Regions from separate parts of the Anser cygnoides genome. Here region 1 is linked to region 2. A link is a contact called in public Hi-C data. All regions are on one chromosome and are shown on one strand. The core of a region is the stretch at or near the end of the contact, and the rest is flanking DNA. Distances in the headings are between cores, read along the strand shown. Region 1 holds the start of DDRGK1 (DDRGK domain containing 1). Region 2 overlaps ATRN (attractin).

Region 1 (2,700 bases), core at 68-2,567, 480 kb before region 2:
TCATCAGTTTCCATGCTGCTGAGAACGAAAGATTTAGAGCAGGTCTGTACAAGAAACAGCGTGAAAGAAATATGCTGGAAACTTTAGTTTTTAATCCGTAAGAACTGGTTTTAACACAAAGTCCTTACCAGCACATGCTCTTGCAGTAGTATGACTATGTTTATACCGTTGGTTTCTTTTTTAACCTTTAAAAAAAAAAAAAAGACAACTATCCATGCTACCTCACCCCCCAAGACAGAACCCAAACACCAAAACCAACCTGAAACAAGCAGAAAACACCCCAAATTCTGGAACTAGCGCTAGTGTATAACCAAAGGCTTCAGTGGCTGTCCTGGCTAAACATCTGAGTACGAGTCCTCAGAGCCAAACAGTTTCTCTTCGTTCCCTCTGGAAATGCAGCCGTGCCGGCGAGCTTACTGAAGAAATATCTGACTTCTTCCCCAGCCCTAAAAGCACAGAGGCTGCTTCCCCCACAGCCCCAGGCCGCCCAGCGATAAATCAGCGGTGTTTGGGAGCCTGGAAGTGCTGCATCATCCCGTCCCCACAGCGTGGGGCTGGCTGGGGAATGGGGCAAATTCTGCAAAATCTGGGTAACGCTGGCTGGGTGTGAGGCAGGACGGGAGGCCCTGCGGGTGTGTGAGAGGAATATTGACTCCACGCTTGGCTGGACGCTTGGCAGGGTGCTCCAGGAGATCCCAGGGGATAAAACAGCCCACAGGACGAGCTGGGGAGGGATCCTATGGAAACCTTTTCCCCTCAGAGGTCTCAAAAGGAGCTCGCCAGGCTCTGAGGGGGGAACCCCAACACACTTCAACGCCGCCCCCAACGGTCCAACAGGGAGCAGCGGGGCCGAGCCGCCAGCAGGGGCTCCCTACAGGGGGGCTCCATGCGGGGGTAGAGCCTCGGGGGGCCGCGGGATCCCAGGGGATCCCCGGGGATCCCCAATAGATCCCCCCCCCCCCCCCTTCCCTCAGGGGAAGGCCTGAGGTGAGGCGCTTCCCCCCCCTCACGGTCGCCATGGAGACGCCCCCCTCCCCTCCCGGCGGGAGCAGGGCCCGAAGGGGACCGGGCCCCCCGCAACGGGGCGGGGAAGGCGGGGGGGGAGGGAACCGGAGAGGCCCCGGGGCGGGGAGCGGGGGAAGCCCCGGAGCCGAGACCCACCTGCCCCGGGCCGGCGGCGGAAGCGGGCGGCGAGGAAGAGGAGGGCGGCGAGGAGAGCGGCGGCCGCCGCCAGCAGCAAGGCGTCCATGCCCAGCGCCGGCCCGGCCCGCCCCGACCCGACCATTGCGCCCGTGGGCTGGGGGGGGGGAACGAGGGGAGGGGGGGACGGGACTTGGTACGGGCCGGAGCTAGCGCGGGGCGGGGCCTCGTCAGGGAGGGCCTGAGGTGGAGTCACGGAATCACAGAATAATAAATAAATTAAGTAATAATAAAGGCTGGAAAAGCCCTCCAAGATCGTCTGGTCCAACCATCCTCCTACCACCGCTGTCACCCACTGAACCAAGCACCACGTCCAACCTTCCCTTCAACACCCCCAGGGACGGTGACGCCACCACCTCCCTGTCACCCCATCCCTACGCCTGACCGCTCTTTCTGAGAAGAAATGTCTCCTCATTTCCCACCTGAACCTCCCCCGGCCCAACTTGAGGCCATTCCCTCTAGTCCTATCACTGGTTACCTGTGAGAAGAGGCCGACCCCCAGCTCCCCACACCTTCCTTTCAGGCAGTTGCAGAGAGCAATGAGGTCTGCCCTGAGCCTCCTCCAGACCAAACACCCCCAGTTCCCTCAGCCCCTCCTCACAGGACTTGTGTCCCAGGCCCTTCACCAGCTTTGTAGCCCTTCTCTGGACACCCTCTGGCACCGCGATGTCCTTCTTGTACCTAGGGGCCCAAAACTGAACAGCTCGTGTTCAGGCGAGCATTGACCAACATCCCCAAATCCTTTTCCTCTGCCCCAGGCCTGTAGCGCTGCATGGGGTTGCTGTGGTCAAAGTGCAGGACCCGGCACTTAGCCATGTTGAACCTCATCCCGTTGGCCTCTGCCCGTCGATACAACCTGGTGGTGGCTGCCCTCAGGGTGGGAGGTTTGCGAAGGGAGGTTGTTGGTCCAACCACCCTATTTAACACAAAACTGGCACGTTGCGAGCTGTGCCCAGGCTGCTGCTGGTCACAGAGAGGAAGATGAGGGGAAAAAACTCAAAGTTATGAGGGAAAATCACTTATAAATGAAGGCCTGGCTGTAGGGTACGACTCCCCGCCAACACTGGGGTCACTACTGAGATGTCTCCCTTGTTGTTACACCGGGGTGTAAACTTGCCTTGCACCCCTGAGGAGCTTCTGTCCTCCTTTCGGTGTGGGGGATGTAAGGGAGATGAAATGTGCTCAGGCTGGAGCTGCCTGGCTCTGCAGCGCTGAGGTAGCTGGAGAGATGCCACGGTGATATGGCCTGGACTGAGTCAAGTTTGCAAAAATAGATGCTGACCCTGAACCTGCCCATAGCTACTTGTCTCACGTAGTAAACTGGCTTAATTCAGTAAAACTGCAGAAAACCGGGCTGCCCAGAGGAAACTTTTTTTTTTTTTTTTTTTTTTTTTTTTTTTTCAAGGTCAGGTTTGCATCGATCCCTGCAGAGCTAGTGCTAGCTGGGCGGCCTTTGGCTGTGGCCCAATAACTGCTCTAAGCTCATCCAACGCTGATGTG
Region 2 (2,700 bases), core at 186-2,685:
TCAGCACAGGAGCAAAATTGGAACAAAAAATATAAATAGTCTGTTTGTTTGTTTGTTTGTATGTTTGTTTTTCTGGTCTTAAACTGAACATACAGATTTGAAATGGTTTTGTAGTGAAAGAATGCTTCCTATAAACCTCCAAACTCTAATGTCAAAATGAATTGTTAGGATAGTCTCACCCCATTTGAAGAAGAAGAAACCTTCTCTTTTCTCAAAAACCTGGAAGTACTTTCCTGGTATCACGGGCTGAATTGATATGCATAAAGGGGAAAGATGTCATCTCGACTCATAGTCATTTTGCTCTAATCGAGGTAATTTTTAATACTCCATTGAAAAGGTGAAGTGATCATGATTTGTGCCTGCAGTTTCTTGTGTATTTTCCAGAAATTAAGAGGCTTTTAAAATCGAGGTTATAAATAGTTCACAGCATTAACAACAATGGTTCAGACTTTAAAATCATCTGTAAATCACTAGGAAGTCGGTGCCTGAGGACAAGCAAGCGTGAGCTTAATACAATAACATTTTTGAAGTAGGAAAAAAAATCAATTATTTTTTTAATTGCTTCTTTAGATGGCATTTGAGTTTCATCTTCATTAGCACTGCGCTGTGTTGTTCAGTAAACCAAGTTCAGGAAATAGCAGATGCTTCTAATTTTGATGAAGTGCGAAAAAGGCATCTGTTGAAAAATACCTTTATTTGATACAAAAATAAATGCCCTAGAGTTTCTCGAGAGAAATGTTCATATTTTCTCTCTTTCTTCTCTGACGTTAAATTTTAATATTAACCAGAGCCATCTTTCACTCGTCACTATTTTTTGCATCATGCCGGAGGATTTGCAAGATTGAGCTTTGTACCTTTGGGCACTGTAAACTTTCTGAGTTTGTTGATAAACACTGTAAATTCCTCCCGGGCCTCTCCAGAGCTCAGCCTTTTTACCTCCCTGGCTTTTTACAACAGTTGCCTGAGCCCTCACTTCCTTCACTGCTCTTCCCTTGTTTTCTTGACCTTCCGATTTTTACATAAGTTTGTTAAAATACGGTATTTACCCTGGAGGTCCTCAGCATCAGACTACAGAAAATATTAAATTAATTTCATCAGTTTTAACTGCAAAAGAGAAATTTGTCTAATGCAAATGTTTACATAGTCTGAGAATCTGCATAAACGGTTCACTAAATTCCTTGTAGTCCGTGTCCCAGGGTGATCCAGTCCTATCCATTCATCTTTTCTTCTATTAAGCAGAGTTAAAAATATTTTTGCTCGTTTATATTTGTGGTCATAGGCAACAGGAGACTATATAAATATGTTACTTCAAAAATGCAGTGAAGGAACGCGGAGGTAATAAAAATCCAGTGTGCTCATTTGCACAGAGCAAAGAGATCCGAAGAGGATAAAATACACTCATTGTGAACTTCGTCATCGTTTTTAACTCCGTGTTAAACATTTACTGGAGCTGTTCTTGGACACGTCTTCGGTTTGTGCTGGTCAGCGCCGGGTGTTTTTCCTCCTCAAAAAACGATGTTCTTTTGCAAGACCTTTGGCCGTGGCTCCGCGCTTGGTGAGGCGGCTCCGAAGCCCCCCCCAGGCCGCTCGGCACCACATGGCGGGTCGTGGCGGCAGGTGGCAGCGGCCACCCCATGGTCGCTTGCTGAGGTGGCTGCTCTGCCGTGCTGGCACGAGAACCCTCAGGAAAATGGGAGCAGCTCATCTTCCTCTGGCTAATTGCTGTGAATGTGGCACTTAGCCCGGATTTGAGACTGGGCACAGAACATGGGATGATTTGGGTTGGAGGCACCTCTTGGAAGTCTCTGGTCTGGTCCCCAACCCAAAGCAAGGCTGGCTGAGGAGCTGGATCAGGCCCTTGCTCCAGTCCTTGTCCAGTGAAGTTGTGGGCAGCTCTTAGGGATGGAGGTCCCTTCTCTGGGCCCGTGCTCCAGTGGCTACCCTCATGGGAAAAAACAGTCTTTTCCTAATCTCTAATCAGAATTTCCTGTGCAACTTGTCGGTTGCCTCATGTCCTTTTGCTGTGAACCTCGTCTGGTGCTGCCTCCTCTGCTCATCTCCCCTTAGGTGGCTTCACCCCATCTTCAGCCTCCTGGCCTTAGGCCAAGCGAGCCTCGCTCCTCCTGCCTCTCCTCACAGGTTGTGTACTTGGCCCCTGGCCATCTCAGCGGCCATCATCTGGACTTGCTCCAGTCCGTGTTCTCTACTGGGATCCTCCAACTGGAATCAGCGTGGTCTCATGAGAGCTCTTGGCTCCACTTCCCTCACCAAGTTAGACAGAAACTTCTTGTTCTGAACCTCTTGTCCTTCCCTGTGTAAGCACGTCGCATCTCCTCTGCCCTCCCTCATTCTCCCGTTCCTGTTGCAGCGTGCTTTCCTTCTATTCCCTCAAACCCCGATTTCTTTGCCACAGGCACACGTAAATACTCGTGCTTTTCTTCTGCTTTATCCTCAGGGCCCGTCCTGAACCAAGCTGCAAGCCCTGCTTACACCTTGAGGTCAGCTTGGTTACGTTGCTTAGAGCAAATGATCACCTCATCGTGGCGGGGGGGTTGTTAAAGAGGATTAGCGATACTGAGAAAGGTGTAAAACACTTCGAGTTGGTATTATTCGTGTTAGGGAGTATCTAGAGGCCTAAGCAACTTAGGAAGAAGCAGCACTTGCGGGCTGCATGGATAGGCAGACAATGGAGTGTGGGTG

The links. A called contact is a pair of places that touch in the nucleus more often than the background predicts.
Region 1: a Hi-C map of liver shows a contact between it and region 2, with 1.8 times the contacts expected there. The contact joins the promoter of DDRGK1 here to the enhancer-like site in region 2. A contact is called at or near these places in 2 of 7 Hi-C or Micro-C datasets (granulosa cells and liver).

Annotation. Positions count from the first base shown.
Region 1 is chr4:2,915,409-2,918,108 of Taihu_goose_T2T_genome, reverse strand. DDRGK1 (DDRGK domain containing 1) reads right to left here and starts at 1,317. Exons shown (of 9, transcript XM_066997071.1): 1 at 1,162-1,317. The coding sequence starts at 1,285.
Region 2 is chr4:2,436,221-2,438,920 of Taihu_goose_T2T_genome, reverse strand. All of the region lies in intron 3 of ATRN (attractin), which reads left to right. Among named protein-coding and RNA genes, the nearest start is that of ATRN, 37 kb to the left of the region's middle. Within about 2 kb of position 1,435, at least 2 of the 3 cell types and tissues checked have open chromatin away from gene starts, as enhancers often do. A contact at or near this core is called in liver, where this site is marked.